Regions from separate parts of the Capra hircus genome. Here region 2 is linked to region 1. Evidence: chromatin contacts called from public Hi-C data. All regions are on one chromosome and are shown on one strand. The core of a region is the stretch at or near the end of the contact, and the rest is flanking DNA. Distances in the headings are between cores, read along the strand shown. Region 1 holds the start of EHD2 (EH domain-containing protein 2). Region 2 holds the start of SEPW1 (selenoprotein W).

Evidence for each region. A called contact is a pair of places that touch in the nucleus more often than the background predicts.
Region 2: a Hi-C map of blood shows a contact between it and region 1, with 3 times the contacts expected there. The contact joins the enhancer-like site here to the promoter of EHD2 in region 1. A contact is called at or near these places in 4 of 5 Hi-C or Micro-C datasets (blood and liver).

Annotation. Positions count from the first base shown.
Region 1 is chr18:55,654,414-55,662,018 of ARS1.2, reverse strand. EHD2 (EH domain-containing protein 2) reads right to left here and starts at 2,665. Exons shown (of 6, transcript XM_018062680.1): 1 at 2,543-2,665; 2 at 1-329. The coding sequence starts at 274.
Region 2 is chr18:55,705,000-55,712,604 of ARS1.2, reverse strand. It overlaps SEPW1 (selenoprotein W), which reads right to left and starts at 7,427. Exons shown (of 6, transcript XM_005709381.3): 1 at 7,109-7,427; 2 at 5,321-5,345; 3 at 5,150-5,203; 4 at 4,896-4,970; 5 at 4,695-4,793; 6 at 3,176-3,555. The coding sequence starts at 7,137. The coding sequence ends at 4,713. Within about 2 kb of position 2,769, at least 1 of the 5 cell types and tissues checked has an H3K27ac peak or open chromatin away from gene starts, as enhancers often do.

The DNA of each region.
Region 1 (7,605 bases), core at 1,416-3,915:
GCTCAGGCCCCACCCGGGAGCCGGGCACCTCCTGCTCCAGCAGGTACTGAATGAAGCTGGTCTTGCCCGTGCTGTACTGGCCGGCCACCAGCACCATGGGCTTGCCGTCGAAGTCAGCATCCTCCAGGGCCGGAGAATGGAAGGTCCCGAAGCGGTAGTGCTCCTCCAAAGGCAGCAGCTTTTCGCGGTACAGCTCCTTGAGGGCCGAGGTCACCGTGCGGATGGCCTCCGGCTGCTGGCCCCGAGCCCCGCCCCGCTTCAGCCAGCTGAACATGGTGGCTCCACACTGCCCACTGAGCTCTGACGGAGATGCACAGCGCGAGGGCTACCTGTGGGAGGAGAGGATGTTGATGGGGGACTGCCTGGAGGAGGAGGTGGAGAAGAAAGGGAGCCAGAAAGTAGAATCGATGGAGAAGGCTGGTGGGATGGGTTGGGGGGGAGAGCTTCTGAGAGCACTGAGGGTGGATGGCAGGAGCTGACAGCTGAAGGAGGAAGAACGTGATTATTCCAGCTGGAGGAAGAGAGAGAGAGAGACAATGGCATGCTGGAAGAAGCGAGATTGGTGGTGGAAGCCCAAGAGATAAACAAGGGGAAGGAGGCAGAAGCTGATCCGAAGAAAAGGATTCCTCCGTCTTTTTCTTTCTCCGTCCCCACCCCTTCCATTATTCGGCAATTTTCACTGAAATCGCACCATGTGTCAAGAGGTATGGATCCAAAAATAGACCAGAGACCAGTCCCCACACTCCCAGAGCCTCCAGTGTGGAGAGAACCAGGGCACGGAGCAGTCAGCAAGGCCTGGGCAAAGTTGGGTGGTGGACTTGTAGGCACCAGAGGGGGACAGGGTGAATCAATCACAGGATTAGGAAAGCTCTGGCTGGGCTGACTTTTCTTTTCACGTTTATTATTTATTTGGCTATACCAGATCTTAGTTGTGTCCTGTAGAATCTTTTCCCACACATACTCTCCAGGCCAGAATACTGGAGTGGGTAGCTGTTCCCTTCTCTAGGAGATCTTCCCATCCCAGGGATCGAACCCAGGTCTCCTGCATTGTAGGCAGATTCTTTACCAGCTGAGCCACAGGGGAAGCCCCCTGGGCTGACTTCTGAGCTGCTCCCTGAAGAGTGACAAGGGCATTTAGGCAGAGAGGATGGTGGGTTTCATGACCTGGAACTGTAAAATGGATGGACAGAGTGGCTGAACACGTGGGCACAAAGATGAGAAATGAGTCTCAATACTGCCTGGGTCCCCCCCGTCCCCAAGATCATGATGTTATCATTCACAAGAATAATAACATTTGTGATTACTGCATGCCAGAAACTGCTCTAACTCATTTAATCTTCACAACAACCTTGTAAGGTAAGGCTATTATTACCCCCACTTTTCTGATAAGGAAACTGAGGTTCAGGAAGATAGTATAACTTCCCTGAGATCACTTTGCTAGTAAGTGCTCAAGCTGGGACTCCAGATAACCTGACCTCAGAGCCAACACTCCTATCCCAGATCTAAGGAGTTAGGGAGAGAATGAATTGCCAGCCCAGCAGCAACCAGCACCCCCAGCACCTAGACTGTGTTCACTACATCCCCTTACTAGCCTTTCATTCACTGTAGGATCCGTAGTGATGTCCCCCTCCCCCTTTCATTCTCAATTATCACTCATTTGTGTCTTTGCTTGCTTTCTCCCCCTGCCCCGCCTTGATCAGTCTAAGTGGATGCTTATAATTTTACTGATCTCTGCACAGAACCGACTTTTGGTCAGATTGGGGTCTCTAAATACCATTTTCCACTAAAACAGAAACTGAGGCTTCTGGGAGAAATGGCTAATTCTGGGGCTGAGGCAGGGAAAGAACAAGTGAGTCTGGGTCAGATAGTGGGGAAGTGCTCAAACTGGGATGGGGCATGTCACAGGGACAAAGTCCTGGCTCGACAGGACTCCCACTGGCCAAAGATGGGACACTTTGAGCACCCAAACTAACTGCACGTCCAATATATTACAATCCATAAAATCATTGCCACGCTTAAAAAAAAAAAAATTTGTGTGTGTGTGGGAGGGGGAGAATTCAGGGAGGGTGTGCCAGAAAGGTGAAGGAGAGGCTGGAGCCAGACCTGGGAAGTGGGCAGAGGGAGGGGGCCCTGGGTGGTGTCCTACCCGGGGAGGGACCTGGGGGACATCTTAGCGAGGACGCTTTGGGTGGTTGGACAGGCAGCGGGGTTGGTGAGGCAGGAGAGGAGCTTTGGGGGTGGGAGGAGGAATGGAGCAGAGGTGGATGAATGCGATGGAGGGAGACTCCAAGGAAGGCCGCGGGAAGGGAGGAGGAGAGTGGGGAACACTGCTGCAGAGTGAAGGGGCCGCCGGGGGGTCGGGGCAGTGAGGGAGATAGAGAGGTTTCCGGAGGGGCTGCGGAGAACTGAGAGACCCCCTACACTGCCTGGGGTGGGAACTGAGGGTCTTCGGCGAGTAGGGGAATGATCCAGAGCCAGGGCAGGCTCGAGGGCTCCGCGGGCGGAGGCTGGGAGGCCACAGCCTCAGTTGGGGGTCACTCACCAAGGGGGCGCGCAGACTGCAGGACCTGGCAGGGAGAACTGGGCGGGGGTCCCGCGGGGATCGGAGGCGCCCGCGGAGCGGCCTGTGCTCGCGGTCCCGTCCGGAGCCGTCTGAGCCGGGTGGGGCCCAGAACGGGGAGGAGGGACCGGAGGGGCAGAGAAGGGGGGGGCGGGACGAGGCGCCCCCCCATCCCCAAACCGGGCGCCCGGCCTCTGGCGCCCTCTGGTGGGGACAGGCACAGTGCCTTTGCGAAATGGGTGCGTGCGCGGGTTCCCAGTCCTGCCTTCAAACTCCACCCCTGTCTCCCTTCCTGACATGGGAACAGCAATAATAAAACAGTAACACCACCAACAATATTAATTTTAATTATAAGTAATCATAATTTTTTCAACGGAAACGAGTGCATGAAAACTCTGTTCACAGTCCTCCATGGTTCTTCTTTCACTCAAAGCAGAAGCCAAAGCCCTCAGTGGACCGCAAGGCCCTGAAAGATCCGCAGGCTCCCTCTGCCGTCTCCTCCCTCTCTCCGCCTCGATCACTCAGCTCCAGCCGCACTGGCCTCTCCACTGTTCCTCAGACAACCCTCTTTTCAGCGCCCTTTGCACTTGCCCTTCCTCCCACCCGGCCACTTCTATCCTGGCTCCCACCCTTCCCTCCCTCCAGTCTCCACCCAAATGTCACCTCTTCCGAGAAGCCCGCCCTGATCTCCCTGTTTAATGCAGTACCCACCATCCATCCATTCTCACGGCTTTATTCTTCCCCGCAGCCTTTCTCACCATATTTTACATTTTTCTGTTTCAGGGAGGGTCTCCCTCACGAGAACATGAGTCCTGTGAGAGCAAGGATTTCAGACCGTCATCAAGAGGAATCTTCGATGTCCTCACACTGTGTTTGGAATTTCCAGTGATTGCTTACTCATCACTGATTAGACCCACTGCGAGCTAGCTTTCTAATCATGCACTGGTACACCAGACCCTATTACCATGTCACAGCTTTGTTGATTTCAAAAAATACTGATAACTGCATTTCAGTATAATTGGTTCCCTTGTGATCCTGAGGGTTACATTTTGTGCATTAAAGATAATATTCTAGGAAGGAGTCAGTGGAGTGAAAAAGCTCCACGCTGACGTATTCAGCTCCATTAAATACCCTTTGAGCCCTTAATAACCACGGTGGCTGTCGCATCTTGCTACCTGCTGACCTCCCAATCAGGGAGTCTCTGACATCTGTCCCCAGTGTCATCCAATTTCCTTGATGCCTTTGCAGCCTCTGGAGTCCCCACTGCAAAGCACAAGCTCGGATGTTCTTTTCTCTGCCCCCACCCTATCTGTCAAAACTGAAAAGAGAAACTGACATATTCTACGACATGAATGAAGATGTTCGGTTGAATGAAACAAGCCACTCACAAAAGAACAAATATTGTGATTCCACTCCCACAAGGGTAGTCTGATTCAGAGACAGAAAGTGGAACGGTGGTCGTGGGGGAGCTGGATAGAGGGGGAGGGGGGACAGGGTCATGCTTTCATGGGCACAGAGCTTCAATTCTGCAAGATGAAATGAGTTCCTGACATCCAGGCTGACTGCCAGCTCGTTGGTCCAATGGCTAAGACTCTGAGATCCCATTGCAGGCACCCCAGGTTGGATCCCTGGTCAGGAAACTATGAAGCCACATGCTGCAATTAAACAAACAGACAAACAAAAAAATCCTTCACGTTGCAACTAAGAGCCAGCACAGCCAAGTTAAAAAAGAAATGATGAGATGAGTTCTGAAGATTGATGGTTGCACAATGTAAATGTCTTAATGCTGATGTGATTACGAAGGTAAATTTTACGTTATGGGTATTTTTTCACAATTTAAAAAAAAATGGAGAAAGCAGCCAGTGAGCTTGTTCACTTGGGACACTGGTCAGTCTTGGGTTCCAGTTGTGCTCCATGTCCAGGTGATTTGGGTCCAGAGGTAGTCATTTCTGGCTTCTTTTCCCGTATGGCTCAGCTGTAGAAAGGGGCTTTCCAGGTGGCATAGTGGTAAAGAATCCACCTGCCAATACAGGAGATGCAAGGGACTCGGTTTCGATCCCTGGGTCAAGAAGATCCCCTGGAGGAGGAAAAGGCAACCCACTCCAGTGTTCTTGCCTGGGAAATCCCAAGGACAAAGGAGCTTGGCAGGTTACAGTCCATGGGGTCGCAAAGGGTTGGACACGACTGAGCGACTGAACACTCTCCAGATGCCCACTCTGCTGTACCTAGCATCTAAGAGCGAGTATGCCAAAGGCTAACTGTAGAAGCTGAGGTCAGTTTTGGTCTCATACCCCGGGGCTTGGGGAGGCTGTCTCTGCCTTTGCACAGCAGATTTACCAAGGCCTTGTATACAGGACTTCCCTGGTGGCTCAGACGGTAAAGCATCTGTCTACAATGAGGGAGACCCGGGTTCGATCCCTGGGTCGGGAAGATCCGCTGGAGAAGGAAATGGCAATCCACTCCAGTACTATTGCCTGGAAAATCCCATGGACAGAGGAGCCTGGTAGGCTACAGTCCATGGGGTCGCAAAGAGTCCGACACGACTAAGCGACTTCACTTCACTTGTTGCTGTATACACCCCTCCCCCCAGGCCGGGTGTGCACAGGGGAAGATTGCAAGCTCCTAGCCAGACCGCCTGGCTTGCAGCCCAGTCTGCTACTTACTACATCCCTTGGGGCCTCAGTTTCCTCATCTGCAAGATGGGGTTATTAATTCCCACACGGCAGCTTCTGTGAGCATCAAATAAGACATTCCGGGTGAAGAGCTGGGAGCAACGCCCAAAGTAAGTGTTCTGGAAACGTTAGCCAGCATGTCCCTCTGTCGGGCTGCGTTCAGCTAGCCTTCCGATGTTCAGTTCAGTTCAGTCGCTCAGTCGTGTCCGACTCTTTGCGACCCCATGAATTGCAGCACGCCAGGCCTCCCTGTCCATCACCATCTCCCGGAGTTCACTCAGACTCACGGCCATCGAGTCCGTGATGCCATCCAGCCATCTCATCCTCTGTCGTCGTCCCCTTCTCCTCTTGCCCTCAATCCCTCCCAGCATCAGAGTCTTTTCCAATGAGTCAACTCTTCGCATGAGGTGGCCAAAGTACTGGAGCTTCAGCTTTAGCATCATTCCTTCCAAAGAAATCCCAGGGTTGATCTCCTTCAGAATGGACTTCCAATGTTAGCCGGTGGAAATGACCGGCAAATTTCTTTCCACGGCCACATGGGGTCTTCCAGGAGCGCGCAGGAATTCAAGGATGTTGAGCACCGCTGTTCTCCTTTAGATCTTTATTACATACGCGGGGGAAGTAGGTCTAGAGCTAGGAAGGAGGGGGCGGTCTCTCTCTTGGAGATCCCATGTATCTGCTTCTCCCCTCCCATACACCCCCAGGAGCCTGCCGAGGAACGGGGTGGATCACCCTAGTCCAGCCGCCGTCACACCCACCTGACTGTGGCCGTTGCCTCCTTGCCCTGTAGCTTGCATACATGGCCGCCAGAGGGCGCCTAGGAAAACGAAGTCAGCTCACAGCCCTCTGCGCAGAACCTGCCGGTGGCTCCCGCCTCATTCTTAGAGTAAAAGCGAGGTTTTCAGCGCGGAGCTATAGGATCCTACAGGATCGGCCCCCTTTGTTCCCACTGATCTCACCTCTCGTCTGCACCCCGTTCTTCCCCAGGTTCCAGTCATAGACCCATTTGGCGGTTTTACATTCTGTCCACGCTCCTGCCTCAGGGCCTTTGCACGGGCTGTTCTCGCTGCCTTGGGTGCTCTCTTCCCGTGGTCCCCTCCCTTCTTTCATGCAGTTCTCTGTTCAGATGTCACCTCCTCAAAGAAGTCGTCCCTTCCCACTTGATCCTGAGGGCCTTCATGTGCGGTTGGGCAGGTTGTTCACTGCACAAAGCACTGGCTTGATTGAAAGGGGCTGGAATCCGGGTCATGTGCTGCTCTCCAAATCCCCAGAGGAAGGGTTTTCTAGTTCACACAAAAGGGTTCTAGGAACGAGCAGCTGCTGTGTCCTATTGAGCTGCGCCTCCCCAAGAGATATGCCAGTATCCTAACCCCGAGTGAATTACCTGTGAATTTGTGATCTTCTTTGGAAACGGGGTCTTTGCAGATGTCATCTAGTTAAGACCAGCACATACTGGAGTAGGGTAGGCTCAAATCCAATATGGCTGGTGTCCGCATAAGAGAAGACACACCCATGCAGAGGGGAAATGGCTCAGAAGGAGAGAAGGGAGGGATGTGGCTACAAGCCAGAGGAGACCCGGGAAGACGAGATTGGAAAATGGAAGGAAGGACCCTCCCCTTGTCTCTAGGGGAACTGTGGTCCTGACCACACTTTCGATTTGGAACTTCGAGCCTCTGGAACTGAGAGAATAAATTTCTTTTAAGCCACCCACTCAATTGGGATTTTTTTTTTTTCATATAAAGTGATTTTGTTTATTGGCTGCACCACGTGGCATGTGGGATCTTAGTTCAGCCATCAGGGATGGAACCCATACACCCTACATTGGCAGCGTGTTTTAACCACTGGACCATGAGGGAAGTTCCCGGAGGTACCCTTTTTTCGTATCCACGGGAAGCTAACATATCCTGCTTGATTGCCCCCACATCTCTGACACTCTACACATTTAGTCAATCCTATCAGCAGGTACCCTGCTTGTGGAACTTTTGCCTGTTGCCAAAAACCCGTGCTACTTCCACGGACATGCACAGAGTGGCGAAAACTTTGAGTCACCCAGCAGGCATGTTTCCGACTGAGTGCTGAATAGGTGAGGACACTCTCCTACTTGAAACGAAGCATCCTTTTGCGAGTGGATTCACATTTTGCTGCTTTTGTAGATTTCACTGTTTTAAATGGCCCCCGGGGTTCTTGAGTTCTTAAGCCCAAGGAGGCTAGGATGTGCCTCAGAGAAAACACCCGTGTTACAGAAGCTTCATTCAGGCACGAGTTAATGCTTTTGACTGTGTGATCAGCGTTAATGAATCAACACTATATATTAAGTGAAGGGTCTTTAAATAGAAAACACACATGAAGTGATGAGTTGAGGGTTTGACAAAG
Region 2 (7,605 bases), core at 1,520-4,019, 50 kb before region 1:
AAAGCCCACCCAAAGCAAGGAAAGCCCACCACAACCAATAAATAAATGCATCTTTTAAATAATAATAAAAGACTATACGTTTTCAATTCAGGGAGTGTGGGCCCGATCCCTGGTCTGGGAACTAAGATCCTGCATGCCATATGGCAAAAGAAAAAAAAAGCATCATATCACCAAGCCTAAGATGGTGATTCACTACAGTAAATCTCAAGGAAATGATTCTATAGCGTGCGTACTGATTCCTGGTGATCCGAGGGTATGTGGGAAGCTGCAGTTCTCCAAAGTGGCCACACGGTGTCGCTGTTGGAAAAGAATTCAGTGTTTCTCCCAGTTCAGGCTTCCACTGACGATCCTGCTGAATTCTTTTTCTTGAAGACGTGAATTGTCTTGGTTAAGACACAATAGGGTCATGGTATTTTCTGTTTCTCCTCCACGCATAGGTAAAATCAAAAGGAGCCTGGTAGATATTTCTAGCGCTTACCATTTTTTCGGGCTCCCCTTCCTTTCCTGACCACCGTTCCCAGGTGGGTTCTACAGGTGGGTGGAGCCTTGTGACCATTCTGGCCAATGGGCTGCGACTAGAACTGAGACGTGTGTCACTTCCCGGCTAAGGTCTTTAAGAGCTAGTGCGTGTTTCTTCTCCCAGCCATGCGGATTGAGGATGCTGTGGGTCCAGGTGCAACAATAGAAGAGAATCTCTATCTGTCTAGATCTGCACTGTCCAATAAGATAGCCACGCACCACACTTGCCACAAATTTCAATGTCAGTTGAAATAAAGTAAAATAAAAATTCCTAGTTCCAGACTTGCCTGGTGGTCCAGTGGCTAAGAACATGCCTGCCAATGCAGGGGACACAGGTTTGATCCCTGGTTTGGAAGGAGTTCACGTGCCTCGGGGCAACTAAGTCTGTGGGCCATGACTACTGATGCTGCTGCTGCTAAGTCCTTCAGTCGTGTCCGACTCTGTGAGACCCCATAGACGGCAGGACTGCTGATGCCTGCATGCCTAAAGCCCGTGCACCGCAACAAGAGAAGTAAGCGCAATGGGAAGCCTGTGCCCCACAAATGGGGAGTAGCCCCCACTCGTCACAACTAGAGAGAGCTGGAGCACAGCTATGAAGACAGCACAGCCAGACACAAATGAATTAATTAAAAATTCAGTTCCTCAGTCACATCCACCTCCTTTCAAGCTCTGCATAACACCATGTGGCATGTGCCCAGTGGCCACAGTGCTGGACAGATACAGAAAAATCCCATCATCACAACGTCCTACTGGACAAATGCTGCTCTAGGTCACTGACTGGGCGCAGGGAGGACACCTGCCCTGAAGAGGGCTTTGCACATGCCGGGTTTAACCCACTGAGATTTGCGTTTGTTTTTGTGTGTTTCCACAGAAGCATAACCCAGCCTAGCCTGACCCACTAGATTTCTTGCTTAAACAAAGGACTTGAGAGTCTTGTGTTATTTAAATTACCCACTGGTGGCACAATGTGACGTGGCTAAACCAACGGGAGAGCTGAGGGTACCACCACGCAGGCTCCAGCAGGGTTAAGATCAAGCTTCCTGGAGTCCCAGTCCTCCTACCTGGTTTAGGTCTAAACTGCCAGAATGTACTGAATTGTCAGAGTTGTTACCAGTGAAGATGAGGGAGGGCTTTCCTTCTTGTTGGTACTACTGATGGTTGTCAGGGGAGATTTTCCCAGACGACACTGGGTATGGATCCATGGAGCACAGGCGCGATCTCATGGGTCAGCATTTGGCTTAGGGGAGAAATGACTTCATTTCTGTGACTCAAGGTTTGAGAGTTCATTGGGTTAGAATTATATTTGAAATAAGTGCAGACTTTATGGCCACCAAAAGCATTCAGTTTCTTGAGGGAATTTTCTGGTGGCCCAGTGGCTACAACTTCGCGCTGTGAATGCAGGGGGCCCTGGTTTGATCCCTGGTGAGGGAACTAGATCCCACATGCTGCAACTAAGACCCGGTGCAGCCAAATAAACAATTTAAAAAAAAAAAAAAAAAGAGTTCCTCAAATGAAAGAAAAAAAAAAGTCCCTCAATTCTGAGCGAATCTAATGGTCTTCATATGACCTTCTGCCAGGAAAGTTCTTTTAAAAATCATTGCTGTTGACCCAGCTGTTCCACTCCTAGGTATCTGCCCAAAGGACCTGAGAACTGGTGCTTAAACAAAAACTTGGACACGGAAGTCCACAGAAGCACTGCTCACAGTAGCCAAGGAGTACAAACAACCTAAATGTTCACCAACGGATGAAATGGTGGCCCACAGAGTGCAAAATTATTCAGCCATAAAAAGGAATGACGTTCTGCTGTGTGCCAATCCTCATCATGGACGAACCTTGAGAACATTATGCCAAGCGAAGAGCCACAGACCACACACACCGTATGATTCCCCTTTTGTGAAACCTCCCAATAGGGAAATCTACAGAAAGTGGATTAGTGGCTGCTCCAGGGCAGGGGTGGGGGGTGGTGGTGGGGGAGGCGGTGCTGGGGACCAAAGGGGTGCGTGCTCAGGACTGGAGGGGTGCTCTATAGTATAAGGGTTTCTCCTTGAGGTGGTGAAAACGTTCCAAAGTTGACCATGGTGGGACTTCCTCAAAATAGAGGATTGTGCAGAAGGCCATCAGTGGCCAGACTCCCCATCACTTTTACCATCTTGCCACGAGTTAAGAACGGAGCCTGTGAGGCTGCCAGGCCCTCCTCAGTGTCCTGATACTGGCAGGACCCCCGGGGCCCCGGAAGGCCCAGGCTCAGACCTGGCGTGGTTACGTCTGCCTCGCTCCACTGGCCAAAGCAAGTCATGGGATCCAACTCAGAGCTAGGAGGTGAGGACAGCTCGTCTCCAGTGCAAGGACGGTAAAGGGGGCAGGCAGGCGAGAGGAGGGGTGAGCCAGCCTAACATGCCACCCAGCACTTTCCTCCCAGTCGCTGCCAGGTTACCTCCAAATGCGGGAACCAGGAACCCGCTTCACCCTGCAGGATGTACACCCATGGCGGCTCCAGGGGGCGCCCAAAGCCCACCTCCACCTTGGCTTGAGGGACCACTGCAAAGTTCAGCCCTGAGTTGGTCCTAGCTCCGCACTACCAAGCCACTAATTTCCCGGGGCGGAGACCAGCGGGAGGCCGCTGCAGAGGAAAATGGACACACGCAAGACACAGGCCTGTTAATCTCATCACCATTTATTGAGTTGTGAGCTGTTGCCATCACTGCTGAAATCAGACTCACTCATCCTGATCCTCCTCTCGGCTTCCCCTTGAAAAGGAAGCCTGGAGCAGGACCACCCCAGACACCGCAGGGTAGAAGGGAGACATGGAGGGGCGGGGGAGATGCAGGGAGATGAGGGATGGGGAAGGCACCAGGACCAGCGTGCAGGGACACACACGCACTCACACACACGCGCACAGGCAAAGACCAGGGGTGTCCATCTCTGCTCCAACCGGCGGCCGTGAGAACATCAGGGAAGGACCAGGCGTCCAAGAGACATTTCAGTCCTTCCTGTCATGAAGCGTCTGCCGAGAGGGGCTGGGCCACGGTTACTGGTCTGTGTGGAGAAGAGGCGGGGAGGGGGGTTTCAGAGGCCGGATGAAAGCGAGGTGCTTCCCTGCCTTTCATCTCTTAAGCTTTCCCTGTAATAAACTGTAACCGGGAGTGGAACAGCTCTGGTGTGTTCTGAGTCCTGCAAGAATCGCTGAGCCTGACGGGGGGTTTCGGGACTCCTGAAATTGCACTCAACTTGTGAACAAGAGTCATTCCTTCCCCTCTCTCTTTTGTATGAATCCCATCTTGGCTTATCTTAGATAAAATCATCATTGGTGGACTTCTCTAGAATCCAAGCCAACCTCATGCTGGTTTAAGCAAATGCATTTGAGTGACTGACAGTCTGGAGGTGGCAAATGGTGTGTTTCTGCAAGGGATGTGCTCCATTTAAGAATTCAAGTCCCCCCCAAAGGGGCACCCTTCCCTCCTGACAGCAACAGCCCATGCATAGCCAGCTCATGCAGCCTGGGAATTATGGAATTCTTTTTTTCTCGTTTTTCTTTGTGCATCTTTTTTCTTTTCTTTTGGAATTAAGCAATTCTTGGTGGGTTTTTTTTTTTTGTAATTTGGGGAGACTCCCTCCTTTTCAGACCTGCATAGGAGGCAAGACATTCGTATTTTTGTACTGCATTGATTCAAATTGTACTGCAGGTCCAAATTCCCACTGAAAGCAGCCTCATTCTGCTCCAGTGAGGATGACGAGAAACAGAACTCAAGGTCAAAGCATTTGAGAACCAGGTTGCTGGTGCAAAGCATGCTGGGGGCAGGGGGCTGGGTCCACAGGCTCCTGGGACAGATGCTCAGTTCTAGCACACGTGGAGCAGGAACTGGCACTCAAGCTTAGATGGAGGGTAGAAACTGCTTCCAGGATCTCAAAAGTCAGGAGCCAGAGCTTGGTTACAGACTAGGTTAGTGACCAGGACCCAGTTCTAGAGTAGGCTCGGTTTGGGGCTCATCTGGAACACAGAAGCTCGAACATTGAAAATCAGGCTCAGAAGATGCTGAAAAGCAGTGCTATGGTCCAGAGAACAGAGTGGAAATTGCAACCAGTGGAATGTGCTGGGCTAGAAACTAGGCCTCAGGGTTGGAGTCCACTGGGAACCAGGGGTTAGTTCTGTGGCCTCGGGGCGGGGCCCCCCTCACCTCTGCCTTCAGGGCACATCAGGCCTGAGCCAAAGCGGCTTTGATGGCGGCCACCAGCTTCAGAAACTTGCTCTCCGTGTCCACGTAGCCATCGCCTCCCTGGAGGAGGGAGGACCAGGGGAGGGATGGGCTGGGACCAAGACGCCAACCCCAGTCCCAACCCCCCACTGGCCCCCAGTGAGGCAGGATGGACAGACATACCTTCTTGGAGTGAACCAGCTTTCCCGCTACGAACACTTCAAAGAAGCCGGTGACCTGGGGAGTCCCCTCGCCGCACTGGGGAGAAGGAGAGATGCTGGAGGGGGCGGAGATGCCCCTTGCGGACACCTGCCCCTTCCCAGGGAAGGGAGAACACATTTTGGGGGGGGGGGCTGACCCAAACCACTCCCACTGCCACCAGGACTGAGGGACAGACAGGACCCACGTCAGACTCCTTCCCCCTCCCCGAGACTCACGATGTCCAAACGGCTAGGGAACTCATCTTCTAACTTCTTCTTGAGCTGAAGATACTGGAAAGGGGTGGGTGGTCACACCAGGGTCCACAGAAGCCACAGAGGTGGGCCCCCACCATGGGCTAACCCCCTCCCCCACTTTCCAGGGCAGCCTCTTGGGACCACATGGCTTACCTTGGGCTTGTAGCCTCAAGCGCCACTGGTGGGAGCGTGTCCAAGAGAGTGGGTCCCGGGAGAGGAGGAGGGGGACAGTGGAGATCCGGGGAGGGGAGAGAGAAGGGGACAGTGGGGATCCAGGGATGGGAGGGGAGAGGCAAGGCAGGCAAGGAGACAGACGCAAATAGCGGGGAGGAAGCAGGAAGAGACGAAGAGGGACACGGATGATAGAAGGACGAGACAGACACTCTCAAGAGAGAGGAAACACACGGGGCACACGGGGGCGGGGTGCAGCACAGAGATGGAGGCACACGAAGGGAGCCAGCCACACAGGGAAAACAGAGCAAGGGAGACAAGAGGCAGAGCGTGGGGGGCGGTGCACAGAATCGGGGGCGACGAGGAGAGAGCACAAGCGCGAGGCAGAGGGGAGAGGGAGGCAAAACCGAGAGAGCCAGGTCAGGATGAGAGCTGCCCAACGACAGCAGCCCCACCCACAGCCGGTACCCAGGCCTCGGGGAAACCATCACTGCAGGGTTCCCAAGGCCCTCCCACGCCTGAGGGTGAAGGATAACCGCCTCCCCGCCCCGCCCTCTCCCCACCCCCCCTCCCCGCCCCGCAGACTATTTCGGGACCGGAGTCCGGTGCACAGGCAAAGCGGGGGAGGGGAAGGGGAGGCGCCTCAAAATGTCACTCTACCCTCTGCTTGACTCAGCGGGCAGGGACACTAACTAACGCAGTGACAGGTCTGAACCTTTCAAACCCCCAGGCAGGGACCCTCCTCCCCCGCCCCAAGTGGACAGCCAGCAGACCGAGGTGCGGTACCCCTGTGATCCGCCCGTGCCCCACTCCCAGCCTCGGTTTCCGCACTTGTAGAATGGAGCTACAACCCCTGCAAAGGGAGTTTCTGGGGAAGGAAATTCAGGGAACACGTATTTATTGAGCGCCCACAGGCCACCATGCCTGTGCAGGCCAGTACAGGCCAAGGCGCCAGGGCTGTGACACCGCCTACGGGACAGACACTTCCTGCCGAGCACACGTTTTCACCCTTAAAGCGGGCAATTAGACCAAATGTGTAACAACCAACACACCGCACTCCCTCCGCCATTACCATTAAGACTACAACCTAGCGGGGGTGGGGTGGGGTGGAAGGGAGGTTCAAGAGGGAGCGGACACAGGTACACCTACGGCCAATTCACGTTGACATATGGCAGAAACCAACACAATATGGGAAAGCAATGATGCCACAATCAAAAATAAAATAAATAAAAAATCACTCCCTCTACGGATGGGAAAAGTGGGGTAAGAAAACGAGGAGGGTTAACAGCAAAAAAGCATCCACCGTCTGGGTTTAAGTCCTTGCCCAACACAGGCCGGGACGATCTGGAACCTCCTGACTCTGGCCGGCCCCACCCGACGACCGGTCCTGGGGGAGGGGAGACCGAACCGCCCAGAGAGGTTCCTCCTGCATTACAAACCGACCCCCACCTGCTCCCCACCCTGAGCCCGGGAATCGGGGTGGGGGTGGGGGTTAAAACGACACACACGTGTCTCAGTTCTACCTTTTAGGACCTGAGACGTCTAGAACGTCACAAATTGGGGAGGGGGAGGCCAAGAAATCAACATCCTCGTTTTCCGCCTCCTCCCACGCCCACCGCACCCGCACGTAACCCTCTCCCCAGTGCAAGGCTCCCCAAGGGTCCTGCCCCCTCCCCCGCGCACCCCCGACTCCCCCAGAGCCCAGTTCCGCCGGGACAGGGCGGGGCCCGAGCGGGATTCGAAGAGGGTACCTCTGGCCCGCGTGCTCACCAATAAACTACTCGGACGACGACCGCCATAGCTCCGGACCGCGGTGCCCGCTGCAGCGCGGACTCGCAACCCGAACCCGGGCGAGGCAGGGCGAGGTCTGCGCCTCGGGCGGGGAGTGTGCACGCAGGCCTAGCTCTTGGCGTTCCGCAGCGCGGACCATGCCAGGAGAGGGGGGAATGAGGAGAGGCCTCCAGAGCGGAGGCGAGAGGCACCCTGAAGCCCACCGCCCTGAGCCCCCCATGCAAATCTTATCCCCAGCTCCCTGTGAGGCCAGGGAAAACCCCGGCAGAGGGGGTCCTCAAAAGAGTCCTCTGCGCACCCCGCTCCCGGACCCCCCCTTCTCCGAGCCAGAATGGTACGGTCTCAAGGGGCGGGGGTTCAAGGCCAACAGCTGCAGGTTGCAAACGGAATTGCAACTGACCTTGCTCGTTTCGCTGGGAGGACCTTGAGGGCGGCTTGAGGCGGAAAGGGGGCCGAGTTCGCAAGAATTCGGGGTA